Linked DNA regions of Sus scrofa: all the other regions are linked to region 2. Evidence: chromatin contacts called from public Hi-C and HiChIP or PLAC-seq data. All regions are on one chromosome and are shown on one strand. Each heading gives the region's core, a stretch centred on a gene start, on an enhancer-like site or on the middle of the called end of the contact. The rest is flanking DNA. Distances are from core to core; before and after follow the strand shown.

What was found. A called contact is a pair of places that touch in the nucleus more often than the background predicts. HiChIP or PLAC-seq counts read pairs in DNA pulled down with a chosen protein or histone mark.
Region 1: an H3K27ac HiChIP or PLAC-seq map of skeletal muscle shows a contact between it and region 2. The contact joins the enhancer-like site here to the promoter of PICALM in region 2. A contact is called at or near these places in 2 of 5 promoter capture datasets (fetal liver and liver), 9 of 47 Hi-C or Micro-C datasets (alveolar macrophages, blood, embryonic fibroblasts and 3 more) and 2 of 2 datasets of contacts at active chromatin or transcription factors (alveolar macrophages and skeletal muscle).
Region 3: a Hi-C map of liver shows a contact between it and region 2, with 2.1 times the contacts expected there. The contact joins the enhancer-like site here to the promoter of PICALM in region 2. A contact is called at or near these places in 1 of 5 promoter capture datasets (liver), 11 of 47 Hi-C or Micro-C datasets (alveolar macrophages, blood, embryonic fibroblasts and 3 more) and 2 of 2 datasets of contacts at active chromatin or transcription factors (alveolar macrophages and skeletal muscle).

What each region holds. Positions count from the first base shown.
Region 1 is chr9:20,041,050-20,044,270 of Sscrofa11.1, reverse strand. No RefSeq gene overlaps it. Among named protein-coding and RNA genes, the nearest start is that of EED, 80 kb to the left of the region's middle. Within about 2 kb of position 1,435, at least 6 of the 83 cell types and tissues checked have an H3K27ac peak or open chromatin away from gene starts, as enhancers often do. A contact at or near this core is called in skeletal muscle, where this site is marked.
Region 2 is chr9:19,945,414-19,948,788 of Sscrofa11.1, reverse strand. It overlaps PICALM (phosphatidylinositol binding clathrin assembly protein), which reads left to right and starts at 1,875. Exons shown (of 21, transcript NM_001246270.1): 1 at 1,875-2,044. The coding sequence starts at 1,915.
Region 3 is chr9:20,024,159-20,027,576 of Sscrofa11.1, reverse strand. No RefSeq gene overlaps it. Among named protein-coding and RNA genes, the nearest start is that of PICALM, 79 kb to the right of the region's middle. Within about 2 kb of position 1,291, at least 11 of the 83 cell types and tissues checked have an H3K27ac peak or open chromatin away from gene starts, as enhancers often do. A contact at or near this core is called in fetal liver and liver, where this site is marked.

The sequences.
Region 1 (3,221 bases), core at 186-2,685, 96 kb before region 2:
CTACTGAATTATATATTTTTAAATACCACTTTTTATGCACAAAGCATTTTGTGTTCAACATTTTAAAAAATTTTATTTACAATGTTCTTTCGATTTCTGCTGTACAGCAAAGTGATGCAGTTATATATATACACACACACATTAATTTTCTCATATCATCTTCTATCATATTCTGTAGTCTCCTATTTGAATACTGTGTTTTAACCGAATTTTAAAGACTCATGGATGAATGGTGGGCCAGAACACTGGATACATTTCTGTGCATATTTTATAAATTGGCAAAAAAAACCCATTTGTTCTATTTTCCAAAGATTTTGTGTTGAGAAAGTGTTTTTGGGGAGTTCCTGTCATGACTCAGCGGTCAATGAAACTGACTGACTTGGACCTGATCCATGAGGATACGGGTTTGATCCCTGGCCTTGCTCAGTGGGTTAAGGATCTGGCATTGCCATGAGCTGTGGTGTAGGAAACAGACGCGGTTCAGATCCCGAGTTGCTGTGGCTGTGGTGTAGGCCGGCAGCTACAGCTCTGATTGGACCCCTAGCCTGGGCCATGGGTGCGGCCCTAAAAAAAAGAGGCAAAAAAAAAAAAGTGATTTTGCTATTGATTTGATGAATGACTTCAAGTGAGTTCATTTATCCTTTTCAGCTTGCCTTGTTTCCTCTGCAAAATTAGTGGGCATGGTTTCTAAAGGTCTTACCAGCTCTAAAATAAATACATGAATTTCACATTATAATTACATGTTACTTGCATGGCTCGAACAGTAAGCCAGACCCTAATTATTTCTAAAGAAGCTTTAGAATCCTTCATGGTTATCAAGGATTATTGCCAAGAATCTGATCACCATGCAGTATTTGATGTCTGCCCTTATTTATCTAATGGTTTGACAGTGTGCAGCTGATTTGGGACATCTGGAAGGATATTCATAGCTGACAAACAGAAAACTGGACCTGGGGGTTAACTCTCCTTGTCCTTGCTGGTCCTTGGGGAAGAGTGACGTTTTTTGGTTTAACTTTCTCGTCTCTTCGTTTGTGTTGTCAAAGTTCCTCTCTGAGAGTGGCTTTTGGTGGCAAGTTAATCAGTTTGTCACAGTACTGGGAGCAGGTTGGTAAAGATGATCTGCTTGGGCAAAGCTTTGAGGTCCAGCTCCAGTTACCCCCCAGCCCTTTCCCCACTTGGTTTTCACACCTTCTAATACAACCAGACTGATCTTGGCTATTTCCTTAGGTCCTGGGTGTTTGCCACTCAATGTTTTATTAATGCTGCTCTCGACCCAGAAACACTTCTTTCCTTTTTTCTGAACTCTTCCTCCACTCTCACTGCCAACATTCATATGTCCAAATGCTCCCCATCCTTTGAGGCTGAGTGCAGATGTCACTGCTCCACAAAGCGTGGGCAATCTTTCCCCTTGGGTGCCATGAAGCTCCCTCAGCTGAGCTCCCAGAATGCTCCCAGAACGTCCTTTCAAGTGGTTCCCGGCGGGCAGCGTGGTGCAGTGGTAAGGCTCATGGGATCTGCGGTCACATCACTTGAGTTCAAATCCCTTTTCATCTCTAATATTTACCAGACAAGACTTTAACCTTGAAATCAGCAATTCCATGAGTTAAAGAAGCTTATTGTAATGAAATGTCAAATGGGACATTAGACTAAACAGTCTATAGTCAGTTGCATGCTAGTGCCTGTGGTAAGGCCAGGGCTTTTTAAAGAACATGTCATGTGGTGTATAGTTATTTGACCCAGGGCTCCCCACGCCTGGTCCTGGCCCCACTCCACTGCTCCAAGCACCAGATTCTATTACCTTTGCTTCCCAGGGTTGTGGGTCACCCTGGCTCCAGCTGGCCACACACAGCAATGACCAAGGCCACCATAGAGGATGGTTCTTTTCTGCAGGGAACAGCCGCACCATGATCTATGGATGAAATGATGAACAAATATGTACTAATGGAAAACATGACGCATTAGTCCCATAGGACAAGGTCAGTTGCAGTCAAGATTTCAGGTCAAATTCAGATCTATTCCTGAGATATTTCCCACAGATATTTCTCACATTTTTGCAGACACTTCTTGGTCTGTGTTCATGGATTTGTGCCAAACAGCAGTTTACCCAACACTGTGATTCATTTATTTGTTTTCTATACACTGTTTGACTTTTCTCATATTTGGCTTTGGCTGAGGACTCCCAGCATATGCTTTGCCTGGCTCGTCAGTCCGACTTTTTAGGATTTTAGGGTCTTAATACCAAAAAAAAAAAAAAAAAAATTCAAACCAAAGGCCAGGATTTTTCTAATAATAAGCTAGAGACAACTCCTTTTCTTTCTAGTGAGTATTAACTTCAATTTAGCTCTCTTCTGTGAAACTTCACAGCATTAATGTTAAAACATAATTCAGGTCAAGTATAATATCAGCACCAGGGGTGTCATTAATAGTTTCATGAATAAGAGCCCTACAAAGTAGCACAGGCTCACAGAAATGGGCCTAAAGAAATGAGGCCAGACAGGACTCGGAGAAATTAAGGTATAAGATGCTGCCTTTTCCCTGCTCTCGGGAGCAGCATTTCTTTTCTTAAAACTAACCTTAAATACAGGCAAAGGAGGCACTAGTCTGTAGCATAGAGGGGCGCTGAAGGTCTCAAAAGTGGTCCTCCAACCTGCCTCTGATATTTGGCATTCCTACCTCCAGAGTGGCACTCCACTGGCACAAGTTTGCTCTAGAGATGTCTATCCATTCCTTTACTAATTCATCCATTCATTCATTCACCTAATGTTAATTAGTGCCACTATATGTGGGAAATGGGGAGAGAAAAGCAAGTAGGATGCAAAGCTTTTTGTCTAGTAGGAAGAGCAAAATAGGGAGATGCTTAAAACCCTGTGTGTTTGACACATGTCATGGTAGAACTTGACCTGTGGGGCTCCCAGAGAGGTAGGAGATGACCCCAGAGAATGGAATGTCACAGAAAATCTCAAGTGGAAGAATGACGAAGTTATGCACCTTACAGAGGACAAATTCGGAGAGGAAAGAAAATGTTGAGCACAGGTACCTCTGCCAGGGTGAATGCTTCAGGCTGGTTAGTAGGTACCAACAAAGTGGAATGAACATTTGACTTCTGGTTTACAATGTAAAGCCATCTGAAAGCTGGGCAAAATTTAACCCACATGCTAAGGCTTGGTAGGGAAGTGCGAAGGCACAGAGGCTGGGAACCTAAATCACTGACCAAGAGGGGC
Region 2 (3,375 bases), core at 626-3,125:
AAGTATGGCTGACAAGATGTCTTGAGAATTGGATAACTCCACTGCCCAATAGACAAAGGGCAGCAAACTGGGCACCAAACCACAGATGGATTGCAGATGCACTGAAGGAAGTCATTACAGTTTTCAGAAATTTGGGGCTGACTTGACAAAGATGAAGCCTGCTGGTTTAAGCACTTTATGTCCTTGGCAAAAACATGTTGCTGCAGAATTTCATCAGCCATAGTGAAAAAAAAAAGGGGGGTAAAGGGAATGGGAGGAGACCACAAAATTCACGATGCTACATAAAATGTTAACTATCTATTAGCTTTGCATCTTTTGAGAGTCACCAGATTGAAGCACAGTGTTTTGGACTGGCTGGCAGATGGTGTACACAGACTGAGTATGTTAGCATTTCATTCAAAACTAGCAAGAGTACATAGGACTATTACGGTAATTTAATATTCATGGAGACTTAAAAATTTATCTTTAAACTTGTGTTGAAAGTGGGGCCCTAATAACATTTAAAAAGACTTTGTTAATAGATCTGGATCTTCTTGAACAGAGCCACAGGATATAACGATTCCTCTAAAATGCCCACAGGACAGGGTCAGTGTCTTCTTTCACTGGAAATCTGGTTTACACGGAGAAAAAAGAGGCCAAAGAGAACAAAGACCAAACCAGGGGAGATGGCAGGTAGTGATGTCTGGGTTCTCTGAAAGGGACTTCTCCATTTACCACCCTCTCACTTCCTTCTATGGTCTGAACCTTTAATCACCACAGCAGTCAGCCTTGTAGGGTCAAGCTAATCTTTGTTGACATCATCCTACTACTTCCCTTTTCAAATTCCAGTGCAGCTATGTGTTTCCTGTCCTATTTGACACCCTAGAGGAACAATACTGGCTCACTGGTATCCAAATTTAGACTGGCAGTTTTCAGAGAAGGGATAAACAAATACAGGTGACAATGCCAAACCTCTCAAGAAAAAGGGGAAAAAGCCCAACCCTTCTGGGGGTAAATAAGCAGGGACAGCTTCGATATCCACAGCAGGGAGAGGCCTGGTGGCAGGTTCTGAGAGTGGGCCAGCGGAGACCTTCTCCTTCAAGCCTGGAGGCTGGCTTTGGGGGCATCCCTAAACACATTCTGGATCCCGCTAGGAACGCCCGGGGAGCTCTGACACCCCTTTCCTCAGCGGGAGCTGCGAAGTCAGCTGCATCTCCTCTTTGTCAAGACGTTGGTTCCAACCGCAGACACTAGGATACCCTTGGGATGGGAGCGGGAAGAAGCCATACGTGCCTCCCCAGCGCGCCGGACTCGCCGCCCCTCCCCCGCGTCGCCCCGCCCCCCTCTGTGACCCCCGCGAGACCGGCCTCGGGCGACCTGTTGGCAGGGAACGTCACGTGACGCGGCGGGCCGCCGCACTCCGCCCGGGAGGGCCTCCTGTTGCGCCCGCCGGGCGGGTTCCATCACGTAACGCGCGGGCGCCGCCCCGCTCTTCCCTCGCCGAGCGAGGGAGGGCGGGCGTCGAAGAGGAAAGAGAAGGGAAAAGGGGCGGGAGAAGGAGAAGGCGGGGCGGCGCCCGAGTCACGTGACCCGGGCAGCCCGGAAAGCTCCGAGGAGGAGCCTGGCGCCGCCATTTTCCTGCAGCTGCCTGTCCCTCTTGCCCTGCCCGGCTCCAGCTGACCAGGGAAGGGGTGGGCTGAGCTGAGGCGGGGGCAGGGGAGTGCCCGACACCGTGCCTGACCCCGCGGGTGACAAGAGCCGGTTCTTGCCTGGCTGGGTGGCAGCAAGCGGCCCTGAGCCCCGCCCCAGGCCGGCAGGCGGAGAAGGAGCCGGTGGGGGTAGGGGGTGCGGTGGGGGGGTGGGGGTCCTCCGGCGCTTGGGGGTCCCAGTCCCCGCCGGCTGCCGAGCGGGAGGGGTGGCGGAGGAGCCGCAGAGATGTCCGGCCAGAGCTTGACGGACCGAATCACCGCCGCCCAGCACAGTGTCACCGGCTCTGCCGTATCCAAGACAGTATGCAAGGCCACGACCCACGAGATCATGGGGCCCAAGAAAAAGCACCTGGACTGTGAGTGAAGCCGACCACGGCCCCCCGCGACCCGCGTCTGTCTTTCTTCTCATCTCTTTTCTTCTTCAGCTGCCTCTCACCTCCCTGCGTCTCATCCGGCTCGGCGGGTCCTGTGCGCGTCCGAGCTGTGTTCTTTTTGCTTCCATCACACCTGCCTTCACGGCTTCCGTTCCCTGTCTAAGAATCCCTGACAAGCCACTCCCCTCCGGGTTCCTCGGGGACCCTCGCTTCCCTGCCCGGTGCGCCGCGATACCCTCTCACCACCGACCAACTTGCCTCTCCCTCTGGCTCCCCACCTCCCGGCCTCTATCTCTCTCCTGCAGCCTTCTGCTCTTTCATCCCACCCGTCCGGTGCTGCCTAGCCGCCCTCTCCCGTGCGTCTCCCCGCTTGCTCTCCGTCTCACCGCCCTATTGTTTCCCTACGAGCCGCCTTCGGGTTTCCGTGAACGCCGGGTTCGGTGGACCCGGATCCCAGTTTCTCTGCCGCTCTGAGGGCTGCCTCCTTTGAAGCGATTCCCACTATCCGCCTCTGTCCCTGTCCTTCCCGGGTTTCTCATCCACCTCCCTCCCCCCCCCCCCCCCGCCTTGGGTTACCTTTCTTTGCCTCTGTAGCTTCCGTTAGGTTCCGTCGTCCCATTTGAAATATCATGGTCAATGCCCGACTTTTATCCCAGACCACTTTTCTTCAAGGGGGGGTGGATGTAAAGGGATTCCGTTGGGGTAGGAAAAGCTTTGTGGAACGTTGGCATTTTTAAGTCACCTCTAGTGGAATTTAATCTTTGTGTTTTCCATGCTTTTGACTAGGATAAGTTGTGTCAGGCACCTCCCTCGCCCCCTTTCTTTCTAATGGGTATATGGAAAAGGGTTTGCTGATTTTTGCTGTCATCTCCTAGAGCTGTTAAACCTGACGGTTTGAATGTAGAAACTTGAGCGGAAGAGTAGACTATTGGCATTTATGATAGTCTACTATTTTAATAATCTGACCTACAGATAACGTACATCTTTTTAAAAACTGGTGAAAAGATACTTGGTGAGGCTTGAGTTTGGACTCCGTTTTAATTTATGCTGGTTATCTTTTGGAGGACTAGCTTTTCTTACACGGCATGGTATTACACCATTCACTAACTTGTATATACCATTAGTAGAGCTAACTCCTCCCAACTTTTTCCAAACCTGGAAGCCACCTGTAATATCCTCCTTTTTCATAACACTCCTTTACCTCAAGGTACAAAGATCAGTGATTACTCAAGCTTTGACTTAGTGGAGTTTTGATCTGAAACTTTTCAAGGAAACATAGAGAAAAAGGCATAATAATAAGTTCTTTTTAAAAA
Region 3 (3,418 bases), core at 42-2,541, 79 kb before region 2:
CTTCTTTATATATTCAGGGAGATGTCCTCACACTTAGCTTCTGGAAAATATCCCCAGTTTTTGGCATATCCATTCTATTATTTATTCTATCTACTACTTTAGTTTTGCTATCACCTTTTAAATTTTCCATTTTGTTCGTTTGTTGCTTTTCCTTTGTCAAAGCAGTTTGTTCCCTTTTCACAGCAGCCTCCTACAGTATCCTCATGCATCTTTCTAAGAATGATGCTATTTAGAATTTAGAAAAAATTTTTTTTCTGGGTTCTTTTATCCATCTTTTCTCTGGAGTCAGTTTTCAGTTTGTTCATCTTTCTTTTTTCGTTGTTGTTGTTAGTTCCTTTCTTTAGGGCTATTGAATTTCCTCAGTTACTGTTGGTGCTTAGTTTTCCATTCACATTTATGTTTAAAGGATAGCTGAATTTGTAGGTATCTTGTTTAAGTTTTCACTTCACTTTTGAGTTGTTGCCCCTGCAGGCTCCTCCAATGAGTGGGGGGTCAGTTAGGATGCTGTTAGGGCCACACCTGTGGCATATGGAGGTTCCCAGCCTGGGGGTCTAATCAGAGCTGTTGCTGCCAGCCTACGCCAGAGCCACAGCAACGCCAGATCCGAGCTGTGTCTGCGACAGCTCTCGGCAACACCGGATCCTTAACCCACTGAGCGAGGCCAGGGATCGAACCTGCAACTTTGTGGTTCTTAGTTGGATTCGTTTCCACTGCGCCATGACGGGAACTCCTAAGCGGGACATTTTGACTGCAGATTTCCATGTAAGGTACTTAGAGCAGGCAGAGGTGCTTCGAGCAGGCTTGGGGATCATGTCCCTCCCACTTCATCTTTCATCCACCCCCAAATGGCAGAGTACAAGGAAGCCACAGTTGACATCCTGGATAGAACAGCTTTTCTTTTTCTCTTTTTCTTCTTCTTCTTCCCTTTTTTTGGCGGGGGGGGCCACACCTGTGGCATTCGGAATTTACAAGGCTAGGGATAAAATCAGTGCTGCAGCCAGTGGCCTATGCCATAGCCACAGCAATGCCAGATCCAAATGCATCTGCAGCCTACACCGCACCTTGTGGCAATGCCAGATCATTAATTCACTGAGCGGGGCCAGGGATTGAATGTGCATCCTCATGGGTACTAGTTGGGTTCTTAACCCACTGAGCCACAATGGGAACGCCTTCATTTTCCTCTTTCTGTGTCTGTGAAAGGTGGCTGGGGTTACTTTCGGCTGTGCTTTTCTCACAGGCCCTTATACCCCAGCAGGTGCCCTCCCCAGGCAGGTGATTTCTTTTCTTAGAGCGAAGCTGTATGTTTTATCTGTGGTTCAACACCTGCCACCAACAGCTGTCTGAGGTGGAAAGAGGCCTGTTGTTCAGAGAGCAGTTTAAAGATTAATAACCCTGACGATTGCTTCATATACACACACTCTCACGCTTTCTATCTGCTTCCTTGGAGCTTGGAGATTCTTTGCTTCAAATAGTCTCTCAGGAGTGTTTGGCACTGTGTTAATTCTCTGCTCTGGGCTCTCTAACGGTCTAACCCCAATCCTATCCGGATTTTTGTCAGTTTTGCCTCCTCTCCTGTTTGCTGGTACTGGTCAGGACTTACTGATTTTAAGAGCTATCTTGGAGTTCCCTGGTGGTTCAGCAGGTTAAAGATCCAGTGTTGTCATAGCTGTGGTACAGGTCACTGCTGTGGTGTGGATTTGATCCCTGGCCGGGAAACTTGCGCATGCCATGGGTGAGGACAAAAAGAAAGCTGTATTTTCTGTCTTTTAAGGGATTTGGGATAGGAGGGCTGGTGTGTGTTTATGCTTGTTTCTCCATCTTGTTTGCTTCTTTCTCTTACATATTATCTCTCCTCTTGATAACAGCATTTCTGACAACAAACCATGCTGTTGGAATACAGCTTGTTAATTAAAACAATTTGATTTAACAAAAAGCACTAGATACGTACATCTGTTGTCACTTTGAAGCCTCACAAAAATCCTGTGATCGAATCATCCAATTCCACATTTGGTTGATGAAGAAGCTAAAACTCTGGAAGGTTAATTGAATTATGGAAATCATGCAGTTAATAGGATATAAACCTAAAGTCTGTCTCCAAAGCCCTCTTTATGTTGCGATACACTCTGTACATGGTCCTCTGGTTTTCAGTATGTTTGTCTTTACTTCCCCCACTAATATATAAGTTCCTTGAGAGTGGAGACCCTGGCTATGGTTTCTTATTTCTATTGTGAGGAGCCTGATTTAATGGTCTACAAGCAGCCGTCGGTTTAAATTTTGTAAACCAACTCGGTAAAGCAGTTAATTACAATTACGTTATTATTCTGCACATGATTACATTTTAGAGTGGTGCAAATTCTTTATTTGAGGTCTTTAAATGTTTTATTATGTCCACCAAATTAAAGATTGGATTGCAAATCGAAATTAAAACGGGAGGAAAGGTCAAAGTTCAGTTTCTGGCTAGAATTGTGATGGCAACTCCCTGAGCTATGAGGCTGCATCAGGAGGGAGAACAAGAGGAAATACCTATTGATCTCTAATATTAGCGCTCATCATTTTCTCCCTGTTTCTTCATTACTGCAATATGTTGAGATGAATAGAATTTTGATTCTTTCATGTATTCCATGTATAGCCAACTTTCAGAAGGAGACAGAATCATGTCTTCACGTTCCTAAGGATGGGGTAGCTGGGCCTTATTTGTTCTGATCCCATTTGGTTCATTCACTCATTCCTTCTTTCAACAAATAGTCATTGAGCAGCTATGACACTGGCTGCATAATAAAAATACCCAGGGAATTTTTCCAAAATACCATGACCAGGTTTCACTCCTAGACCAGTGGAGCCCAGGCCCATGTATTTTTAAAGCTCCTCAAGCAATTATGGTGTGTATGAAGGTGGAAAAACTTCTGACCTCTGATATATTACAAACTCTGCTAACCACTGTGGATACAAGTAAAAATAATAATTGCTAATATTTATTGAGTGCACACTATATGTCAGGCACCGTTCCACATGTCTGATATGTAAGAACATATTTAATCACCTCAACAACCATAGAAGGTAGACATTACCCTTATTTATAGATGAGGAAACTGAGGCACAGAGAAGCTAAATGATTTGCCCAAGGTTATACATTGAGGAAGTGGTCAAGACTGGTCTTGAACAAAACAAAAAGGCTTGGTCTTGGAGTCCATGTTCACTGTGCTATGGCCTACCAATAGTATCAGAGTCTAGCAAATAATGAAAAGACAGGAGAAATGTATCAAGGAAGGCTTCCTGTAGGAGGTGGTGCCTCAATTAGAATTAGAAGAATTAGAAGAATGGGAACCAGCAAGGAAAAGCAGGGGTTAGAGCTTCTCAGTTCTTGCCTCCCTTGTCTTGCTAGACAGTCTGCCTCCCCACCTCCCAGGAGTTCCTTCCT